Regions from separate parts of the Anas platyrhynchos genome. Here region 2 is linked to region 1. A link is a contact called in public Hi-C data. All regions are on one chromosome and are shown on one strand. Each heading gives the region's core, a stretch centred on a gene start, on an enhancer-like site or on the middle of the called end of the contact. The rest is flanking DNA. Distances are from core to core; before and after follow the strand shown. Region 1 overlaps RAD51B (RAD51 paralog B). Region 2 overlaps RAD51B (RAD51 paralog B).

Evidence for each region. A called contact is a pair of places that touch in the nucleus more often than the background predicts.
Region 2: a contact with region 1 is called in a Hi-C map of subcutaneous adipose tissue, with 2.1 times the contacts expected there. The contact joins two enhancer-like sites. A contact is called at or near these places in 3 of 8 Hi-C or Micro-C datasets (liver, skeletal muscle and subcutaneous adipose tissue).

The regions. Positions count from the first base shown.
Region 1 is chr5:37,629,320-37,633,929 of IASCAAS_PekinDuck_T2T, reverse strand. All of the region lies in intron 9 of RAD51B (RAD51 paralog B), which reads left to right. Among named protein-coding and RNA genes, the nearest start is that of ZFP36L1, 230 kb to the right of the region's middle. Within about 2 kb of position 1,974, at least 1 of the 8 cell types and tissues checked has an H3K27ac peak or open chromatin away from gene starts, as enhancers often do. A contact at or near this core is called in subcutaneous adipose tissue, where this site is marked.
Region 2 is chr5:37,684,978-37,689,587 of IASCAAS_PekinDuck_T2T, reverse strand. All of the region lies in intron 8 of RAD51B (RAD51 paralog B), which reads left to right. Among named protein-coding and RNA genes, the nearest start is that of TMEM229B, 180 kb to the left of the region's middle. Within about 2 kb of position 1,782, at least 2 of the 8 cell types and tissues checked have an H3K27ac peak or open chromatin away from gene starts, as enhancers often do. A contact at or near this core is called in subcutaneous adipose tissue, where this site is marked.

The DNA.
Region 1 (4,610 bases), core at 725-3,224:
GTCTGGAGCACACCTTCAACCATAAAGCTCCAGGAAACAGCCAGGTGGGAGAACCCTTTGTGCTGCTGGAGGAGGATGCCTTGCTCTCTCAGCTCAGATTCCAGTTTTGCTGCTGTCCAGGCTGCTGCAGCAAGGCTTGGAGGCCTGAGAAACACCCCCATGCTGCGCGCAGGGATGGCACTGTGGGGACAGCATTGGAAGACGGGACAGCGAGGACGCTGGCCCTCCCACAACACTGCCTCCCTTCCCCCTTCCTTTTCTTTCCCACTTGCGCACAGTGCTGTGGCTCGGAGGTCATTTGTTTCCCACAGCTTCACAGAACACTGTAGCAGAAAGGGGGACAATGGTCCCTTACAAGGGGCGATGTGAGGCTGTCTTTCATCTCTAATAAGCCCCTTCACTTGCACTGGGAAGCCTGTTGTGCGTGTGTGTGCATGCACGGTTCCAGTGTGAAACACTCCGCAGCTTCAATAGATGTAAAGCATCTAGGCTCTTTTGTTTTGGTTTTGAAATGGGCAACTCTTGGCATGTTGCAGCCTGAGGTGGGTTTTCTGTTCAGCGCAAGTACATCAGGAGACATCATTTTTCCTTTTCACATAACTATTAAAATCGAGAGCCCATCTGGTCAGCATCAGTCAGCAGAAAGACTTAACCCAGAAAGCAAGGAGAGGAGGGAACAACTATCTGCAGCTCGCCTCTGCCAAGCACAGGCTCCCTTGTGCTTGGGATGGATCGCTAACTGAGCGTGGCAGGGGGCTGGCAAGCTGGTGAATCGACTCTCCTGGCAGTTGCCTGAAACCCACTGGCGGATGGCAACTATTTGTGAAATCCACAGTAAAGGAGACTAAAAAGGGTGGCATCTACCCAGTGCAAACAAAAATGAAATTCTGAAGCTGCCGTCTTGAGCCTGCAATCAAATCACTGGAGCTTTTGAGGGTGATGGGGAAAGCATTGTTTAGAAGACAAGAAGTCAGGATTCCACCTGAATTTACACCAGTATTTCTGTGCTTGTTGACTGGGACATTTAATCCCTTTTAATATCACTTGAACACAAAGGTATAGATGGCTCTATCATCCTTCTAACACCTTCTGACTCCCTCATAGTTGTCTATTCACCCCTTCATCCCTTCAAATTTACCTTACTGCTTTATTGTGTGATAGAGGAAGTAGACCTGTGGAAAGATTTCTAATTAGAATAAGCATCCCTTCTGCCAAGACAGGTCACTGTTTGCTTCTTAGGTGAAGTGAGGAAGTAATCTGGAGGATCTCCTGTGAGAACATTTGTCTTTATGGAGAGGTATTTAACAGCTATGTACTAAAGCTTCCAATTGATCTCTACAGCCCTGTTAAACCATGAAAAGATCAGTCTCTGAGATTGAGCTGATAAAGCAGGACTACAAAAACCTCCACAGAGGATTTTAGAGAACATGATCAACACAGTGTAATAAAAGATTATCAGAAACTTATCAAAAGCTAGTGTAGTTGATGGAGTACAGGAGCATTACATAAACAGGTAACTGTTCATTGCTGTATGAAGAAGTTTCAAGGGGTCTTTTGCTGTTGTGCTTTTCAGCTGGCATGCTAGCATCTTTTTCCCCATAAGGAAAGCATTAAAATTGCTTAGAGCTGTCTATAAGTTCTGCAGCCTTGCCTGTGAGAGCTTTGGACTTGTCTTTGAGCAATAAGAGAAAAAAGGAACCATGATGGCTCGTGGAGCAGTGCTGAGTTAATTTCTACTGTATTATTCTATCCCAATCCAATTTTCAAATGTATAAAATACACCATTTAAAGTGTTCTGTAAAGTCTGTCCTGTGGCTTCCTCGCATGCCCACAGCATGCTCGTTGCTTCGTGCTGTCCTGCCGACTAATCGTGACACCCTGCTAGCGCTGACCTGTTTGCTGTTCCCTCTATCAGGCGGTTCAGCTTGACGCAGACACTCTCCACCCCGTTCCCCTTCCTGCTGCTGACCCCATTTCGGTCTTGGCTCCCCTCTCCGATTCTAACATTTTCCACACACTCTCTCTCCCCACCTCCCTTGCCGTTGGTGCCTCCATCCAAAAAATCACGTAAGTGGATGTTTATGCAAAATACGCGCTTCTAGGTACTAACCAGCTAATAGATAGACCATGGAGAACAGCAAGATGCTCACAACGCAAAGATAAATGCTAATCTGAATACTTTACAAACAGGATTACAAAGGGGAAAAAAAAAAAGTTGTTTGTGAAGGGGTTGAGAGATACTTGGGACAGCAACTTAATCACAGAGCAGCGACTTTTCCTCTTTATGTATTGGGCTGGCGTCTACAGACAAACAAAATCCTCTGCTTAGGGTGTTTTCCATCTGCTCCATCCAACAGTCCCCTTTACTCGGGACATGTTTATTCTAAGCAGGGTGCGTGATTCATCACCCTTGGGAGATGAGGCAAGGTTTGGTGCTGATCTCAGACAATATTTCTTCCCTCCCCCGGCCCCACCTCCCGGCATGATTGTACTAGGAAATTACATCACTGATAAAATCTTTTAAGGGGAACATCCACCTTGTTACAGCACACAAAATAATAGAGAATTTTTGCTGTTGGGTTAGTGGCGAAGTCGATTCATTAAAGGCTATTCTGTACAAGGCAGCAGGCACAGCAGACACTGAGAAATGTGACTTTGGTGTGGAATGTCGCTGAACCTAACAAAAAGTCCTGTGTGTGAACGGGAGACCTGCAGAAGAGAAGCGAAGGTACTACCACAGATGTCTGAAAATTCAGTCACACTTCAGATCCCCTGAAGTTACACTTTCTTTGCCTCTGGGAAATAATGACATAAGAATCTAAATCATCGTTTTTGAGAGAGTTAGCTCCTTACCTTGCAGAGAAAGTGGGATGTAGATCTCTACTGGGAAAATAAACACAAGCAACAGATTTTCTTACTGTACTGGAGCTGGTGGGACTTAAAAGTCCCCCCCACGCGTATATCTGATGTGACATTAGTCAATTAAATGAGGCATATGAAAAGAATGAATAGTCAAGTCGTTAACATTCCATATAGTCTGTTGTCCAGCACTGTCCAGTATGAAGGGGAAATGGTTATAGCTGAGTTGATAAATATTTATTTCAGTGATATTTATTTCAGTGGTTTCCTCAAATGGAGAACACGTGCATCCCTGAGCAACACATTCTTCCAAGCCAGTGCTGAAATTGTGCATGTCCTCCAAAATGAGCCACTACTGCTAGCTATGCCAGCTTTAATATGGAAAGCAAAACTGAGACACCAGAACCTTTAAAGTCATTTAAGAACTCATGCTATCAAAAGCCAAGCAGCACGTTAATTCCCTTAATATGGCAAAGCTCCCATATGGGTAATAATCTAGGCTATGCAGTCTGTTTGCCAGAAGACCCAAAAGGTACGCTTAGAATTTATTTGTGTTTCAGAATTCATTGCAAACTCAGTTAATCTAAGGGCTCCTTACAGTGTACTTAGAGCTGTTTCTGGTTTTATGGCTTTATTTAGTTGTGATTCTATTTGGATTAAACTCTCTTTTTCGAATGAACTTTGGTTTAGGTTTTCCACAATGTTTTTGCATCTGTAACTTTGAAAGATAAATCCAGAAACAGCAGAAAGGTAGTGCAAGTACTTCATAGCTATCCACTTAAAAACAAAACAAAGAGAAAAAAACCCACAAGCTTCTGGCTGTTATAAAATACACTTAATAAACACACTATAGTGTTGTAAATGTCTTGCCATAATCAAGATTTTACTGATTTTTAGGATGGGTGCTCAATTAACAAGGGACCCTTGAGACAGAGTTCACTGGGTTGTTGTTCATACGTATATATGTATATACTGTTTTTATGTGCTAAGTAGATATGAGTTGTTGAATACAGTATGATTCACTTCTTATCCCAAGCTTCTAAACAATACAGCTGTAGAGCTGCTAAGCAGGTATTGCATTCCAGCCTAAAAGTATGGCAATCAAGGGAAGTGAATTGTGTGCAATACAGTGTGTAAAGGACCTTTATGCACGGGCTGTGATGTGTTCAGTTGTGCATTACATTTATCTTTCATGTTTTACGAGTAGACTTCAAGTCAGAATGTATAAAACCTGCAATATGTATTTGCTTACAGTTAAGGTTAAGAATTGAACAGTAAAAGATATAGGTCTGAAAAAATAAAAAAGCAGTAAAACATTTAACACAGTTGCAAAGAATCATAGTTATTAGCTGATTTATTTCAAAAAAAAAAAAAATTGCTAGGATTCAGGAGCACTGGTTTGAATACCAGTGCTATGTTGTGGGAGAAAACAAGATTAAATATTTAACATTCATGTATCTTGTTTATGTGTGTGATGTTGAAGCTGACACCAAATTTAGGATGGAACGGAACTAGATTCTTTAATTTTGAAGTAGTTATCCACACGGACATAAATATTAACACCAGCTATTTGCTTTGGTTTGTGTTTGACTGGCCCAGAATGAACTTGTATTTCTCCTGGATTGTTCCTGAAGGTGATGATCTCTCAGTTGTAGACAGGGAAATAACAGGCCTCAGCTCACCAGGGTTCTGCTAGAAAGGCTCTGGCAGTTTTTTCCTTTCTTCTTTCCCTGGATTTTTTTTTTCCTCTG
Region 2 (4,610 bases), core at 533-3,032, 56 kb before region 1:
TTTTAAGAGCTGTAAAGAGGGAGACTGCACCGGGTGTAGGAGTCTGTATTTTGAATCTGTGTAAGATGATGAGCCTTGGCAATTTCAAATGCAATTGTAAAGAGATTTGCTGAATAAACAGCACAACTGTAATTCAGTTTAACCCATGTGAAGGACACAAGGAAGAAGTAAAGAAAGATGGGGCAAGGAAAAGGCTTTGTTTTCCTAAGTTTAAATCAGGAGTCTAATCTTATCAGTGACTGTTTACTTCGCTCAGCCAAAACACAATAAACTATAATCATTCCGATCGCTGCTTATTGCCAGGTGACGGGGACACAGAAATTGCTATCACCTAGTTGCCCTTTCATATTCATGTGATGGGAGTTGGAGATCTTGGACCTTACTAGCTTGGTGAAAGTTGCAAACGCCGTCGTTTACTCAGCACTTGAAGACATGATGTTTGCGGACAATGAACTCAGCCAGAGGTAGTTTGGCAGCCCTGTGATAAGGGAGCATGGAAAAGATTATTTTGCCCTGTCCCTTCAATAATTAATCTCTGTACTGAAGCTCTCATTGTTTAAAGCTATAGCAATAGCAGCATTTGGAAACAATACATTTTGTTTAAAACTAGACAGACTGCCATGGGATAAGGTGTGTGTATGCGTACGTAAATGTTTTCAACATTCAAATGCGTATTGCAAAATAGATAAATACACAACAGATAAATGAAGGGGGTTTTAAGTAAGAACTCTCACTACTGCAAACATATTACTGTAGCAAAGGAGACCTTTCTTTTTTAATTAAGGGACAGCAAATACTTTCCAGCTGTATTTACTTGTGCCTGTGTTTTGCTTTGTTTCACCCACGTTTTCCCAGTAGAGTGAGTAGCTGAATGTCAGCCCTCAGAACCGTTGACTTTGTTCACCTCTTTCTCTTCCCTTTAAATAACACAATGCTCCACAGCATCGTAGCTGTTTAAGATACAGAAACTTTAAAATCTACCAACTCTTCAGTGCCAGGCTTCTTTCAAAGCATTAATGCTTTAAAATTAGTATCCTACTGCTATATGATTTGCATGGATGAGCAACTAGAATGGCAACTAGCATCCTTGCTTTCTGTTATTGTCCAAGCTGGGCCTTACTTCACCTCCAGAAGGTGTGGGAGTGAGGTAGCAGCAGCTTCCTTTGTTTTATTTCTTGTAAGCTAGGCAATGGAGGCTGGTGCAAGGCCCCTCTTTACTGCAGAAAAAGTCTTCCTCGTTTATTGTAATTACATGCTGTTTTCCTCCACACCAGGTCAGTAGTTCAGGTAGACATGGGTTTGCTTTGCTTCCACTTTGAACCTGAGCAGAGGCACTGTGTGGTAGCTTGGTCCTGGCATGGTGCTGATGCAGTTTCCCTTCTGCCTGGACCACAGCAAGGCTGTTTGCCTGCCAAAGGTCATAAAACTGTACCTGTAGGTCTCTCAGACTGCATGTAGTATCAAAGACCGATAGTCCTTCTGTCTGTCTGTCTATTGCTATCATCGCAACACTGAGAGAGAAATAACAAAGCATCCTAGTACTGTTGGCCTGTGGAAAGCCCCAACTTTCCAAACGCAACCCTTGCTTCACAGCAGTTTTACTTAGAGCAGTTTTCTCACAGCCTTTAAACCTCTTCATGTTGATTAATCATTTTCATGTCCTGACTCATTCAATCTTAAGGAAATAGCTTCAGGTTCTGGCTGCGTTGGGCTGTAGATCAGGCAGGCTGGATAATAAATAGGCTTGTTGTTGATGTGTAGAGGGAGGGAAGCACTGCCAGGAGTGTCTAAGCATGCCGTGCTGAGATGTTGGCAGACTGTTGCCAGGGGCTGCTGTGGATCAGCCATGTATTCAAAACAGGATGTTAATTGAAAAGCCTTTTTATATGTATTATGAAATGTTTGTTTGTTTTCACATTTTTCAGGCCCTGCAAGATGTATTCATTATTAGGTTACTCCATTTACTCTTACTTTAATGACTCCACTTAAAGAAAGGTGCATAATGCGCAAGTTACATAGCTACATCACCTCAGGCTGTGATTTTTGTCACAATTCACGAGGTAAGTAAGGTTGAGGCTGGTCAGTAAATGGATCGGCAACCCCCCTAATCCGATGGTTGTGTGTGTGGGTAACACCACATGCTTCGGCAGCAGTTGTTGGCAGTTTGGTTATAGACATGCTTCCCTCTGAGTCAGTGTCTCCCAGGGTAAAAGATTACTGCTGGAAAGGGCACGTGATATCAACGAGATGCAAAACCAGGATTTCAACATCTTATACTCTCTAAAGCACTCATTTTTTTTCTTCCTCTCTCTCTTTTTTTTTTTTTTTTTTTTTAAATATCTGTGTGTTCCAGGTAAGTTCCAAAAGAATGCCTTCATTTTCTTTTGTGAAATTTGACTTGGCAGAAGGATTTTTGCATTCCCATTCATACACGTAGTTACTGCATTGTATTGTACATTCTACTTAAAAACACATTCTTAGTGACAGTGATGCATGCAATTCACTGGGGGAATGAATTTCTTGACAGTATGTGGTAGGATACAGCAGAATGTAATTTATCAGTATATGAAAAATTATGCAATAGATTTGATATATATATATTCTCTATATATTTTCAAATGCACTGTGTGTTAGCATTTCTGATACTCCCATCTCCATGAAGATCTCTTAGTTTATTCATTCTCATATATATACATAAAAGATCTTAAGAGAAGAGTGTTTTTTTTTCTGGACTTAGAAGGTGGTAGCTCCAGTATGGCCAAATCATAAAGAAAGTGGGGAAATGGCGATTTTTCTTCCTAGTGTGTTACAGAATATTTTACTGGACTATGAAATGGACAGTTGGTTTGGATTTCCTTTTTTCTTGCTTCTGGTGATCTCTTAACAGACAGTTGAAACGAGTACCGTGTCAAAGGTGACTTTGTTCTTACCTTATAGGAAGGAGTCTGTCTTGTAACTTTTGCCACTATCAAATCCAAGATAGTTAATATTGTAAATCACTGGGGCAGTCCAGCAATGATACAGCTCCGAGATATCACCTGCTTGACCTCTCATTTAATGCCCCATCTGGGTGTGTTTCCTTCAAAAAACCGAAGTCCCAAATGTGATCAAATACAGGTCACAGAACAAATTATCAAATGCTAGGGTGTGGCCTTGGTAGTGCACTTTGCTTCATAGATGATCTAGTTTCAGAGCAAAAGTGCCTTATTATCCCCTTTATTGAAAGGGACAAGAATTATGAGACCAGGACACTGCAAGGAAAAACATTCTTTATGGGAATTCCTATGGGAAAATACCCTATGGGTGGAGAGAAAAAAAAAAAAACTCAGCACATCAGAATGCAACAATACAGGCTGGAAGAAGTGCTAGTTGGCTTCCATCTATTACACAGACAGGGAAATTAGCTTACCGTAAAAACTAAAATATCTGCATAAATTCTTAATGTAACAACTGCATTTACATACGCAGCAAAAGATAACAAAATTCAGAAGCAGAAAAAATATTGAGTTTGTACAGGATGACCTTCCATTTTTGGTACAGAAAACACAACTCTCTGAAACCAGATCTACTAAAAACATCTTTTTCTAAATTTGATTTTTATGGATATATGCACTTTTTTGCAGGTTTATTTAGTATTGATTGCAAGGGAAGGTGGCCAATATCTGTACTGGGATCTAGCTCTGCCACAGTTTTTCTTTGCCTTTCTTTGAATGACTGTTGCTATTTTGCTTCAAAATATAGGGGTAATAATACTTAACATGTAGAAATTATTTGATGCAGATAGGGGTAAAAGTGGATAGGTACATATAAAAGCATTGAGATCTAATTAAAATCTCATTGCTGTGGTATGCAAATTAGAATAATATATTGAAACAAAAAGCAGTAATTAATATTGCAGGTCTGCTCGCTGGGCTCAGTAACGAGACCAATTTAAAGAAATCAGTCAGAAAAATATGAAGGAGCTCCCCAGCCAACAAATCCTTCCCTGCTGTGCCCTGTGCCGGAGGCTGGGCAGGGACGTGCAGCTCGCTGCAGCCGGTGCGATGGTCCTGCAGCTGCTTCAGTCAAGGAGCTGCTTGTGGGGTGGGATGCAGAGCTCCCGTCTTCATAGCCCAGCTGTGCACTTGTCAAGAAAAAAGGAGTTGCTGGGAGGCCTCATCTGAAAGAGTGTGAAGCTGCCGTGCATGTGCTGCTCTGCAAAAAGGGCTGGGTGGCAGCCTGGCTAGTGTGTACGGGGCAGCAGGGTATCAGAGGGATGGGGGGGGCAACTGGATGTTGATTGTAGATGGTGGTGGGCCCCCGCCAGGCTCAGCAAGGTGGAACAAGCTTTCAGTGGTGTTCCAAATGAAGGCCAAACAAATACGTCTGTTTAATATAAAGAGTGGTTAACCGTGCTGTCTCGTGTTGTGATCCCCTCAGGTCCTGTGAGCTAAGCTCATTTATTCCACCGCTGTTTGGATGGAGGCCACCCATGGCTCTCTTGGCCTGGTGAGATGAGGAAACATGCAGGGCAGGGGAGAAGTGGAGCAGACTGGTGTTCACTTTGTGGAGTCGGTGCTTCCTCTGACAAGGCTGGCAAAGCCTCTGCTTTCTTGTCACTGCCTTGTAGT